Linked DNA regions of Zea mays: region 1 is linked to region 2. Evidence: chromatin contacts called from public Hi-C data. All regions are on one chromosome and are shown on one strand. The core of a region is the stretch at or near the end of the contact, and the rest is flanking DNA. Distances in the headings are between cores, read along the strand shown. Region 1 holds the start of LOC103639488 (intermediate cleaving peptidase 55, mitochondrial). Region 2 holds the start of LOC100283660 (prefoldin subunit 3).

Evidence for each region. Hi-C and Micro-C count contacts between places; a contact is called where the count stands out from the background.
Region 1: a Hi-C map of ear shows a contact between it and region 2, with 2.6 times the contacts expected there. The contact joins the promoter of LOC103639488 here to the promoter of LOC100283660 in region 2. A contact is called at or near these places in 2 of 25 Hi-C or Micro-C datasets (ear and tassel).

Annotation. Positions count from the first base shown.
Region 1 is chr1:152,169,650-152,176,902 of Zm-B73-REFERENCE-NAM-5.0, forward strand. It overlaps LOC103639488 (intermediate cleaving peptidase 55, mitochondrial), which reads left to right and starts at 2,370. Exons shown (of 13, transcript XM_008662240.4): 1 at 2,370-2,579; 2 at 5,612-5,719; 3 at 6,528-6,791; 4 at 6,862-6,954; 5 at 7,044-7,247. The coding sequence starts at 2,544.
Region 2 is chr1:151,570,744-151,577,215 of Zm-B73-REFERENCE-NAM-5.0, forward strand. It overlaps LOC100283660 (prefoldin subunit 3), which reads left to right and starts at 1,787. Exons shown (of 6, transcript NM_001156561.2): 1 at 1,787-2,003. The coding sequence starts at 1,858.

The sequences.
Region 1 (7,253 bases), core at 1,120-3,619, 600 kb after region 2:
GAGAAATTCACAAAGGATCTCTGAAATTCGTGAAAACACTTAAACAATTTTTTTTAATTATCTTCCCGATTTTTTTTGAATTTTTTGACCGAACCAAACAGGCCATAGGCCAGTTTGGGTCACCCCAGAATGGAGTCAAGAATCTGTTGTAAAAATTTGAGCTCAAACGGAGCACCGAGCGAAAAGTTATGCCCGTTTTATGGAAGGTACCTCAAGTTATGGTTTTCAAAGGCACAACTCGGCAGGAACCGAAGCGACGGCTATGGAGCACAGGTTCAGTTTTAGAGATAGGATTTGTTTTCTGGATATGGTTGGTTTAGATATAGGATCTGTTTTGTGGATATGGTCGGTTTTAGAGATAGGATATGTTTTGTGGATATTGTCGGTTGTAGAGATAGAATCTGTTTTATGGATAGGGTCGGTTTTATAGGATGGAAGCGGATGGATACAATCAAACTGAACCAAAACAAATCTAATCCAGCAACCAAACTCAACTAGAACACGAACTCAGAACTGCGGACTCTAAAACTGAATTGTGCAAAGGCTAAGGCGATGGTTTTAGGTCGGAATGAACTGATCGTAATTTTTTTTTGGCTTTTTGTGGACTATGGGACGAAACAAAACTAATCTAAAGGTAGAATTATACCTCACGGGCAACCTGGAAATCTGATACCAATTGATAGTAGACGCGGCCCGATCTTCCGTGAGATACGATAATTTGATTGAGTGGAGATCTCGACGTTGATGATCCAAGGCTCCGAGCAAACGGTTCCTCGCAATCACTACACCACGGCTCCGTTGGTTATCACCCGTGACACACGAATGACCTCGCCACGAAAGCTTATCCCTGCAAGCGCAATCAACAACACAAGCAAGAACAGGAAAGAAACGCAACCAAACTTGTATTGATTACGGGAGGGGGTCTCATAAGCCGATGACGGCGACACTGTTCGATGACAGAATTGATCTAAGCAAAACCCAAACCTAAATGTGGCGGCGGCTGCTGAATAAATAGAGTATTAGGGCGTGCGTAGCCCTAGACTCGCCCCTAATGGGCTCCGACGCGATACACGGCCCAATGGCCCAACAGACGGTGTCGCAGCACCAAAACAGAATCTGAACGCTGACTTGTTTCGACGATTCCCGTTGACTCCGGATGAATTTTAGGGTGGAACCAGTTGGGTTGGTTAGATAATCTCGTTATCTTTCCAACCATATCCAGTCCGTTGCAATCGGAGTCCGGATGCATCTTGGGCGTCAATTTTAGTGCAGACTGGTCCTGGAACCCGAGATAGAGTCGCAACCGACTCGGACTTGATCTCCTTCCTGTTGTGGACGCCCTTGCTGCTCCTCCTCAACACCTTGGCCTTTCCCAAGTCCTTACTGGTTCTCTCTAAGGTACCTAATCATCAAAACATCCATGGCCCCAAGCGTAAGCTCTAAAACACAATTGACAAGGGTAGAACGTACCTGGAGATTTAGCTGTCGTGCACGAGATCGTGTTATCGGTCCATTTATTGTATATATAGAAGTGATGTCCTCATCAGTAAGGGCCCCTTTGGTAGGGCTTCGGCTCCTCCAAAAACAACTTCGGCTCTCGCTCCTTTGGCTCATTGCCCTTTCTGTAGGAGTTAGAGCTGTTTTGTAATTTGTTTCACAAAACATTTTCTATTGTGTTTATTTCAAATGACGTGTGTTGGCGCCGATTCGGACGTCAAACACTGGAGATGAATCAGCGGCGGTGCTCTCTGCGGAGGCGCGGACGGTCCGCGGCTAGGGGTCGGACGGTCCGCAACCTGGCGTAGAGGCTAGAGTTTTTGCCTGACGAGTCGGACGGTCTACGCGTGCGCAGGGCGGCGGAGTTCGTCGGCAGCGCCTGAATCTCGCTCACGGGAGGGACCCCGTCAGGGAGAAGAGATCCTAGGGTGTGTCTTGGCGTCCGCAGACAACACAAAACGCCTCTAGTCGAAGTAGAGCCGAAGAGGTGAGGATTTGAGACAGAAGAAGAGTAAACTAGGGCTAAACTAGAACTACTCCTAATGCATACGGTAAAAATGATAATTAGACTTATTTGATCGATTGTAGGGTGTTCAATCGGCCGTAGCCATTCATCTATATAAAGGGGAGGTCTAGACTCGCTACAAGTAATTTTTCAAATTAATCTACAGGCTAACAAATTCTGCGATAAACTCGGAACCTTAACTGATTTTGCGCACATGCGGATCGTACGCGAACAGGTTTTATGTGCTCATGTAAAATGTAAGAGGAGCTGTTACAATCATATTTTTTATGCTCCGGCTCTTTAAAAAAACGACTCTGACTTTTGATGGGCTCTTGACCATTGATGGGCTTTTGACGAGAAGTTATATTTTTTTTGACGGTTCGAAAGGGCCATGCCAAAGGGCCTTAACTGTGTTTTAAGATCGGTGACAACTAGAGAGAAGGCGAAGCGAACTTGAGCCAGAGAGAGAATCTCGCACCGCAGCAGGAGGGGACCGAGAGAGAAGCGAACTCGAGAAAGGGATTCAAGGAGGCTGTTGCCGATGGCCATGGCGGCGCGGCTGCTGCGAGCAACCGAGGTAAGCATGGTTGATGCTCCCCACTCCCAACACTTCTTCGCCCTTCCTCCCTTATCGTTCTTTGTCTGATTTTTCATTTTCTGGGAGGAGGGGAGGTTGGGATTCTGTCGCTTGGCTGTTCGCCTTGGGTGACGGCGTGCATGTGTGTGGCGGCCGAGCCGGTACTCCAGGCCTCCGGGCGCGCAGGTGGCGGTGTGGCCTGAGCAAGTAGTTTAGTTTCCATGGCAACTGACAACGGTGGTGTTTGAGAAGGATGCCCACTAGTTGTTCGAGCTAACGCCTCTATGGGATGACGCAGCAATACCTGCTGAGTAGATCATGTTCCAGGCTGCGGTTGCATCGAGAGTTGCTGCACGAGATGTGTCTGATGACATTCTTTGCAAGGATGTGGTATGACCTTGACCTTCAGGCCAGTCTGTTTCAGCAATTAGCAGAGTTTGGTAAGTAGTGGTGGTGAGGGGAGCAAGCTACTTCCTCAGCCAGCTAATGACAATATGTTCACTCTCATTCAGCTCACCAGCGCTCCCTTTCTTGGGAGTTTGGCGTGGATCCTCTAGCTGATATGTTTGATGAAATGTCTCTTAAGGATGGCACAATAGCACAGACTAAGCAGATAGTTTCAGGGCCTCTGCTGTATCGGAGAGTCACAAGAGGCGTTTGATGAAATGCCTAGTGAGGTTGTGTGGGACAAAGAGATGCCGTCTGACATGACCGTGCATGATGCCTTGTTGCAACAGCTAGGCTTGGGGGAAGATGAGTACTTGTATGATCATAAGACAAAGTCGGCTTCCATGTTGATTGCTGACAACTTGATTGCCCTTTTTTTTTGACTTATCACTACCCATGGAACCCGAAGTCTAACTCAAACCAAGTGGTTGATGGCGACACATCAAGGTAAGATGGTCAGAAAGTTAAGTGTTGGAAGAGTTATTAGCACACAGCTCTAGCTTGCATAGCACCAATGGGCAACTACAAAGAACGACAGGGAGATGATGTGCTGGAGATGACAGTATCTATAGGTGATGAGGTACATGACTTATATGCTCAAGGGTAGCAGTGGAGGAAGGGGACAGAGGCTATACCAGGAGTCCAGGAGCAGAGGTTGTAATCTATAGAGGGATGGAGTGCAGGAGAAGGCAGAGGGAGCACGCCCGCCGCCTGAGACAGAGAGGGCAGAGGGAGCACGCACACCGCCGCGAGGCAGCTGCTCCACGTTCGCGCGCCGCCTGAGCTGAAAGAGGGAGCACGCCCGTGTGCCGCCGCAAGCGCAGCTGCCCCATGCCCACGCGCCGCCTGAGCTGAGAGAGGGAACACGCCCGTGCACTGCTTGTGGGCGCCGCCGGGGAATGAGGTTGCAGCTGCACACCGCCGCCGCCACAGCTCAAGCGCTCTTCTCTCTTCCGAGCCGTCTCTTGAAGCTCTGACCCGATAGGCATGTGACCGTGCGGTCCAATTCACTTAACCCCCCCTCTCAAATCCCTCCCTATTCCCTAAGGTGTCGCCCCGAGGGCACCTTACGCCGCAGCGGACGCCTTATGTCCGTGGACAAGGCGAGGTAGACGCCTTGCCCTGTGAGCCCACTTTAGCGCCTAAGCGACGCTTAATGGACGCCTTTTTAAGCATGACTGTAAATGATAATTTCGATAAAGTGCTTTCTAAACAGGAGTTGAATTGGGACAGTGAGAAGTTGTCAATTGTGAAGAAATGAAAGAAATTCGTGTTTGTGGCCTTGACATGTGCAGAATTGATACTGCTCTCTTCCTGCTGAGATAGTGCCATCATTGGCGGGTTTCAGACTTTTATTCAAAGAAGTAATGTCAACGGTCATGTGCTTGAGCAAATGCCAGCATGGAGGAACAATGGTTTTAGTCTGGGAGCAAGTGCACAATAGAGGGTACCTAAAAAACTATGCTTTCTTGCTAGGAAGTTTGATTAAGTTTGGAAAGACGGTTCAGATTTTGTTGGAGGAAAGGTGACCCTTTACAAAACAATTGATGCACAGACAACTATCCAAGAATACTAACCCAGAATCTATGGCAAACTGTTGCATATTTTGGTGAGAGCATGCTTATCAAGGCGTCCATTAAGCGTCGCCTTAGCATCGCTTTAGCGCTAAGGCGCGCTCACAGGGCAAGGCGTCTAGCTCGCCTTGCGCCGGGGAGTAAGGCGTCCACCACGGCGTAAGGTGCCGGCGGGACGTCAGTGGGGCGACGCTTAGGGGATAGGTAGAGTTTTGAAGGGCTGCAGCTGGAAACAGAGAATAGGGCTTGACCTGTGTGGCAGCTACAGTTGCTGCCTCCTTCCTCGTCGGAGCGCAGTGCTCCGGACATTGGAGGTGGGAGACTGTGGTGGAAGAACCGAGGGAGAGAGAGAGGAGAGCTGTGGGAGAGGGAGCGAGAGGGGACTGGAGAGAGATGCAGCATGAGGGAGACATAGAGGTTGGCGGCTGCTACTAGGTTGCTGGCGGCTGTGACCCAAAAGTGTGTTTTGGGTTGAGCTAGGCCGAGTTGGGCCGGACTCACTTGTGAGGTTCTTCCTTTCCTTTTTATGCTTCTAGCCTTCTACAATGCTGAAATTGGACCTATTAGACCTTATAAAAGTGCTATCTTGCTTATTAACTTTAAATTAGTGATATATAAATAATGTTTGATCTAATTTTTTATATTTTTCTATATAACTAAGGCGTCGCCTCGCCTTACGCTTTATCGCCTAAAAGATAAACAGGGGGTCGGTCGCCTTATGTTGCCTTACCGCCTTAATAACTATGGGTGAGAGTTTCTAAGCAAACCATGTTAATATGCTGTCCAGTTTACAAAATTTTCGGAAAGCACATATGTCAAAACATGGAGTTTGTAATGGGTTTACTCCAAAGAGCAAATCCACATCAGAACCTGATTCCAAAGATATTGTGATACAATTCACAGTTTGAAATGTGAACTTTGCCTGCAGTTAGATGGAATTAATGAAAAACAAATGTCTTTATTGTTTAGCACCATGATAGTGATTCATCTTTCTTTCAACATTGCACCCAGGTGGCATCTCGATTTCTATCTGCTTCCCATGGTTTCGTCCAGCGAGCTGCATACACAGCTGGTGGGATAGTCGATGTTGGCCAACCAACACCCCAGTCTCATCCAGAGGTATTGCCAATCTCATATGTTACTTGCTGCTTGTACCAGATTTTGTCGGCATGTTGGCCCTGGCTTTGCATATTTGGTATTTAGTGTTTAGACACTGATAGTAGTCGCAAGTGGCAGATCTTGGACCTAAATCCAGCAGGGGCCAATCATTAAAGAACAAGGTTAATCTTTAGTTTTTATCAAGCCAAAATGGCTGCAACTTTGGAGTTTACACAAGTTTAGGGGTGGCCATGGCTGATGGCTCATTTCGGCCTGTGAAAAGCTCTGCCACTGCTAGTACTTTCGCAATATGACAATTTGAGTTTTTCTGTGAGAGATGCAGCAAGAGTGCAGGACCACCGAAAACACATGCATCTAATAAAGGAATGACTTTATTTGCGCCATTCTAAATAAAATCATGCCACCTTTTGTTCCTCTTTTGATGTACTAGTATCTACTATTATATCTAAGGCCTGGCACCTGGTTCATTTTCAAGCTTAAGTTATGAGGCCCATAATCCTTTCATACAGAGAGGTTGAAGTTGGGGTAGAAGATTGTCCTCATCGCTTATAATCTTATATAGGTTTATGAGCTGAGTGTACACAAAGTACTTTATTTATCAAATAAACTAATTAAGGCTTTTAAGTTACTAGAGCTATAATCTGGTCCACAGTGGGTGGTGTTAGGCTGAATATGCTGATATAGATCTCTCATCCACTAAAATACAGTCTTGCAAATCTAGTTAAATCCTGCTCTTATTATTTTTTTCTTATTCTGTAAACCCAAATGCTGTATGCCTTTTCTTAAACATTGCTACAATATGAGCCAGTTATTAGCTGATGGAGAGATCACACCAGGCATCACAAACGAGGAATACATCTCTAGAAGAAAAAAACTTTTAGAGGTGCTACCAGAGAAGAGCTTGGCCATTATTGCTTCTGCTGATCAGCAGATGATGACTGATGTAGTGCCATATCCATTCAGACAGAATGGTGATTACCTGTATATTACAGGTTGTACACAACCCGGTGGAGTAGCAGTTTTGAGTGAAGAAACAGGGTTCTGCATGTTCATGCCAGATACAAATAAGGAGGTAATGAGCCTTATTTTGATATCTTTTTTTGGTGAGCCTCACAATTCTTATTAATGCGTTATTGAGCTAGGATTTAGTTTGGCAAGGTGAAACTGCTGGAGTTGAGGCTGCTGTGGATTTCTTTAAAGCAGATAAAGCATTTCCACTTAGTCAGATGCAAAAGGTCAGCACTCAGAGGCTAGTGATACTTTGGTATAAATTTTACTGAATTCTCCAGCTGGCCACATTAATGCTATTGCTACTAAAATGCAGATCCTTCCTGAACTGATTGAGCAATCAAAAGGGGTGTATCACAATGTGAATACAACATCTTCTTATAAGAACTTGGATGCCTTTCGTAGGGCATCACTCAACAATAAAGTAAAAGATCTTACAAATTACACTGATGAATTACGGTGGGTCAAGTCGAAATCAGAAATTAAGTTGATGAGGGAATCAGCATCTATTGTTTCTCAGGTATTT
Region 2 (6,472 bases), core at 537-3,036:
AGCAATTAGATGTGGTGCTTGGCTCGTTGAAGTGTTATCTCCAAAATCAGTATTAGCTGCAAATGGCCCTTCGTCTTCAACAATCATGTTGTGCATTATGATGCAAGCAGTTATAATTTCAGTTAAACGATTACGATCCCAACCATATGCTGGACCTCGCAGCACCGCCCACCTAGCTTGAAGAACTCCAAATGCACGCTCAATATCCTTTCGACAACTTTCCTGCATTTGTGTGAAATAGACTTTCTTTTGCTCATATGGGTGCCTTATAGCTTTTACGAAAGTTGGCCAGTTCGGGTAAATACCATTAGCAAGGTAATATCCGAAGTTATATGCATTACCATTAATTGTGTAATGCACAGGTGGCATTCGGCCAGATGTCATGGGGTCGAAAACTGGTGATCGGTGGAGCACGTTCACGTCGTTGTTTGTCCCGGGCATGCCAAAGAAAGCATGCCAAATCCAAAGGTCATACGTTGCCACAGCTTCTAGGATCATAGACGCTCGACCATTTCTGCCACAAAACTGACCACGCCATGCGGTAGGACAGTTCCGCCACTCCCAATGCATGCAATCTATAGAACCCAACATCCCTGGGAAACCCCTTGATTCGCTATGGTGCATGATGCGTGTTATGTCAGCTTCGTTAGGAGTTCGTAGATACCAGCCACTGAAGTATGCAATGATACCTCGACAGAAATGATGAAGGCATTCCCTAGCTGTCGACTCCCCTATTTGAATGTACTCGTCTACAGCATCTGAAGGTAACCCATATGCTAGTACCCGCAATGCCGCACATACTTTTTGTAGTGGACCTATACCAGGCATACCAGTTGCGTCTACCCGTTGTGTAAAGTACGAATCATGTTGTTAAAGACCTTGCAAGATTCTCAGGAAGAGAGGCCTACTCATGCGGAACCTAAGTTTATAATAAAGAAAATTTGTAATGAAATTGCAAATATGAAACCGTATGCGAATAATAATTTGTGGGTACCTTCTACGAAAGACGTGGGGTGGATACACAGGGTTCTCGGCGAAGTAGTGATGATGGATAAGATTTTCTCCACGAAAATGATCTCTATGAATAACCCGCCGAGGCGAACGGGACCGTCGTTGGAGGTGGCGTCTCGCCTCTATGTTTAGGACAAGAAGATTGACAAGCATAAGTGTTTCCTCCTCACTATCACTCGAGTAAGAGTCTTCATCGCTATGACTGTGAGACATACTGTGAAATGTTGGAATTGTTGATGTAGTGAAGTTTGTTATGACATTTGTGAAGAGATGGATTGCATATATATAGGGGAGAGGAATGCGGCTTCAGGTGCAAGCTAGTGGCTTCGCACGAAAGACAAACATGGCTTTCGTTGGAAGTCAAGTGCGGCTTGCCGCATACGACTAGTGCATTTTGGTTTGCAGGAAATTTGATTTCTTATCACAGGATGGATAAAACGTGATCACAAAAAAATGCAAATTCGAATGTATTGTAAAATAATAGTTGTTATATATTTTTTGTGGAAGTAATTGTAAAGTAATTATTTTTTATAAATTTTATTTTTGAATACATGCGTAACACGTCGGACGTGTGCAAAATAATTAAAGAAAATCAAAATTGAAGTTGGTTAAAGTTAGTTATATGGAAATGGTTTTTTAATGAGTAGAGGGATATATAGGGGAAAGTATAGGGGGAACGGTTGCAGGACGAGTGAATATAGGGGATGGAATCTTGCTGACGTGACGTGGCTGCATAGTAACATTTAGGGGGAAAAATTTAGGGTGAACGGTTGCGGACAGTCTAAACCGCTGCTCTTTGGGCTTGACTCTGCCCGCTCCTCTCCATCTCCACTTGGTCCCTCTCGCATGGCGGCGGCGGCATCGGCGTCGACGCCGCAGGGGGTGGCGGAGCGGCGGGGCATCCCGGCGGCGGCCTTCGTCGAGGACGTCGAGGCCTACCTCCGGCAGGCCGGGCTTGACGTTAACTCCGCCCTCGCCTTCCTCCAGGAAAGGTGATCAAAACCTCGAAAACTTAAAGTACAGTAGTAGTTTAGGGATCTCGCTAGGCTCCGGAGCGCGCTTGATTGGGGAATCGTGTATTGGTACCGCTGGCCCTGCGTCCGTCGTATCGGGTACGATCTGGATCCACTGTGCGAGCACCGACGACGCGGTAGCTTTTGTAGAGGAGATGCGGCTGCTTTGTTCGGAACCCAGCTGCGCGTTTGTGACTTCTGATACCTCTCCGAGTTGAGCTTACGAACTGGGAGCAATCGAATTGACTGGTTCAGGGTTTCTGCGAGGGTTTTGATATTGTGCTGGTTTCATATTTCGTTGGTTGAACCTTAGTTCGGATTGCTGCAAGTTGTCAATCTCGGTGCTCTCTTCGCGAGTCTCAACTTTTTTCAAGCAATGAATATTCTGTGGTTGGTGGTTACTTGGTTCCTGACTCAGATAGTACCATTTATGGCTATGGGTTGGACATTGCTGTTCTGCAATTTGCAAAGGTCCATCCTTTTGTTTTTGTTCATTGCATGCTAGTATTTGCACAAAACATAAGATAAAGAAAAGGAACTTCTAGCTGGCTGTGGTGAGAATCTGGATTCGTTCCCTGGGACTCTGTAAACTTACTGCCTTGTGGGTTTATATATAGCTTGCCTCACATTCGTTGCCTTCTTGGATTGACCTTGATCTGGGAAAGGTGGTCTGTTTGTTGTCCATCTTTTATAAAGTGAACTTTTTCCATCCATTCAACATTTCTTATAAAATCCTGGACTTGATTGTATCCTTGTTTACTCTGAGGTGGACGTTGCTTTTTGTAATATGTTATGTTTTCTTCTAATATATAGCAGTACCTTTAAACAATGTCCGTGATTAAATGGGACATTTATTTTCTTCTTAGTTATGAATGAAGTACTGAATGCTAAAATGCAAACTGGTCCATGAGCCGTCCAATAAATGAGTGGAAGGGTTAATTCTGTTAAATGATTAGGCAGAGTTCATTCCATATTCGTTCAACGCTTGTGATCATAGTTCTCATGTCTGCACTGAAATGTGGGTTGTCCTAGCTATTGGTCAATTTACTCTTTATCTGCAAATACATATAATTTTCTGTCACAGCATGATCTTTAATCATGCCATTCTGAATAAGTACCTTATTGGCTTATTCCTACTTTATCAAGTGTTTTTTATCACTTTATGTGAAAACTGTTGGGACATAATTTGCTGTTTTTTATGCTACCGTAAACGGAGAAGCAAGGGGCTCCAATGTTTTTCCAGTAAAACTTCGTGTAAAGTGTTACTTTCTTTGAAAGAGTCAAGGCTCAGCCTATATCCTTGCCCAGTACAGCAGCCCATATATATCCAGTGATTTCCAATGTCCACGTGCTAAACTTGTGGCCATCCTTTGATCCCAGACCTGACAAGACTGAGTGCTGGTACATGAGGGGAATCAAAGTCGCATCCCTAGTCATACGCTCTCCATGATTTGTGAATCTATGCATACTGTGTGGTTGTGGATACTGTTTAGTGGAAGATAGAGGTGAAAGCAGCATGGTAAATTCCCATACCGTCTGATATTGTTTTCTTTATTATTATAATGTTTTCCACCGTTTCTGTCTTTAGCAAACATGAAAGTTTGTCATTTTCTTTTTTTAGCGCAACTGTTTCCTTATTAGTTAATTCCATAAATGTGGGAAAGTCCTGTGTCGACTGTTTTAAGTTTTCCGTATTATAGTTGTACGGTACAGTTCCTGACTGTTTCCATTCATTTTCATTCCTAGTGGAAAACCATTAACAGCCACTAGTAGAGTGCCCGTGCTAACGCTACGGCAGTATTTCAGGGATGCACATGAAAACAACCAAATGACGATATTTATTTCCATAGTTTAAGTTTCACGCAATTGTTTGTAACAGACAATAAATAGTAGTGTGGACGTGCTAACGCTACAGTAAAATACAAAACAAGATAAAATTTGCAAAAAATAAAATGAATAATCAGATTAATTAAGGTTCACGTCTCATATATCTAGTTATACTCATATATCTAATTATACAAACGGGCGAACATTTAAATCTGGAAAACTCTGTCACCAGCAAGTTCAGGTACATGAAAGTACAAGCCTAGGCCAATTATAATGCATAACAAGGCAATAGTAAGTCTTATTTCGCCTCAACTATCTAATACCAGATTTGCTAAAGTACGCCATATGGTCCTTCAGGGATAATGTCTTTACATTCATTTGCACTGCACTTCAAAATGTCCACTCGTTTTAGAGAGGCACAAAAGTGGCACAATATAATTTTCTCTGTAAATGAAACTGGTAAACTTTTTAGAAACAGCCAAATATGTGTCTTCTGCGAAAAGCATCGAAATTCATTTTCTTATGCAACATGACAGGGAGATAAGATAAATTACCTTGGCAAATGCTCAATAGTACAACGGACCAACCTTATTAGGTCATCCAGATTTTTTAGGTCTTCCACAGATTTGAGGCATCCTCATCGTCACTTTCACCATATTTTCCATTGTTGCTTGTCCAATCTTCATCACCTTTGTCTTCCCTTTCAGATTCTGAGCCATCATCCTCTGACTCAGCAATCAGCATGCTCATCCTCCTCACTTTCTGAGTAATCCTCCCCATAATCCCTATCGATCAGGTGAAATGTGAGGTTTGCAAAGTTGCATCATGCCTTTGTACTCTGAAAATTCAGTATTTTACATATGGTGCAAGAACGCTGCTGTCCAGAACCAATAGCGGCACTTGCAACTCATGTGCAGGAGCTCTAACAAGTTCCCCCTGTAAAAGCTCAGTTCCTGCATTAAACAAATTTCACAACCCAAGCATTTATAGCAATACTAAGTATCTTCATCCTAACTGCTTTATACAATTATACCTAGAGAACTTTGGAGCAATATCCACCCTCCTGAGAGCATCTCCAACAAAGTGTCCTATAAAAATGCCCTATAATTTAAAAATGAGTATGTTTTATATGATTTAGGGCACCAACAATATATTCTGCTCCAACAGTAAAGCCCTAATTCTAGATTATAGGGTAACCCACTAGTGTGTAGTATATTTGAGGCACTTGAGAGGGTGCCCTATATGTTTTTGACAAAGTTTTACAAAATGAGGCACTGTTGGAGTAGTGTTTCCTGTGTAGAGTCCTATATTTCAATTTGAGGCACTAGTTTGAGGCATTGTTGGAGATGCTGTGAGGATTCCAAACGTGATGTGACACTCTTGTGCCACAGGTGGGACACAACATACTCACTCAGCAGCTGCCTCCCATTCTCACTTGTGCATTCAAAAGGGAACAAACACATACTCTCTAGTTTTCAGCCCACTAATGTTAGCTTGGTTCAAACAAAATGTCGAACAGATGAAGTGGGTGTCTCACCTGACATAGTAGGGAAAATTCTGCCACAAGAGCGACCCCATCTCCCAAGGCATGATGCGGCACAGGAACTCGCTGTGGAACCTCTCCCGCCTGGTGAGTAACATCGACCCCACCGCTTGCAGCCGGTGAGAAACCTCTCGCTGCTCAGCCACTCCTGCTGGTCCTTCTCCCTGAGCCACACGTGCTCCTGCTCGAAGCACCTGCTGCTGCTTTTCATTACTGCCAAGGGCGCAATGGCGCCCCTCGCCTCAGCACTTCCGACACTGCCCTTGACACCGTAAAACCAGCACGGCCATCAGGCAGGGTCGGGCGGCCACGGTGCACTGAGCGCACTGATTTTCCTGCCGGGCCTTCCTCGTGCTTCGCCTACCACGCACGTCCGCTTGCTGCTGGGGCTCCACATGCTGTGCCTCCCGCTGGGCATCGTGGCCAGTTGTCGTCAGGGGTGTTCTGAAACTGCCATGGGGTGTCATGGTGGCCTGGCGCCATAGCTGGAAGCGGTGCCCGGCCATGACTTTTCGTGAAGGTGGAGCGGCGCCTGATGAAAGGAACCTTTTTTTCGGTGGGAAATCAAAGACGGCTGTGGGGGATTGAACCCGGGTTTCGCTTGTGCAGGGGAGTGGAAAGCAACGTTGAAGCCAGGGCGTGGGATGATACAAAGAACACTGGCCATTGGATTGAGTTGAAGCCTTTGAGGGCGGATTATGAGCCATTGATCTTAATGATGTTGGAATACATGGTACAATATCTTTGGTGCACAATGGCTGAACTGAGCTATGTTGTTACTGTTCCTTTTATAGTGGAGATGAAACGTGGCAGAATTGATGTGTGCCTGTGTCCAGTTTAAGTTTATTATGGTTGCGTGGCTCTGGGATTCTGGAGATTGTCACCTGCATAGTGGAGAAATAAAATGTAGCCTAGGGACCAGTTTCTATATTTCGGGAGGTTATCTTCTACTCTGCGTATGGCGTACTCAAATAGGAGTAAATTACATGGTCATTTTAAGGCTCAGAATGGTCATACTGTCGTAGTATTTTGAATCTGAATCTTTATTGTACTACTACGCTCAAAGAACAATTTCTGT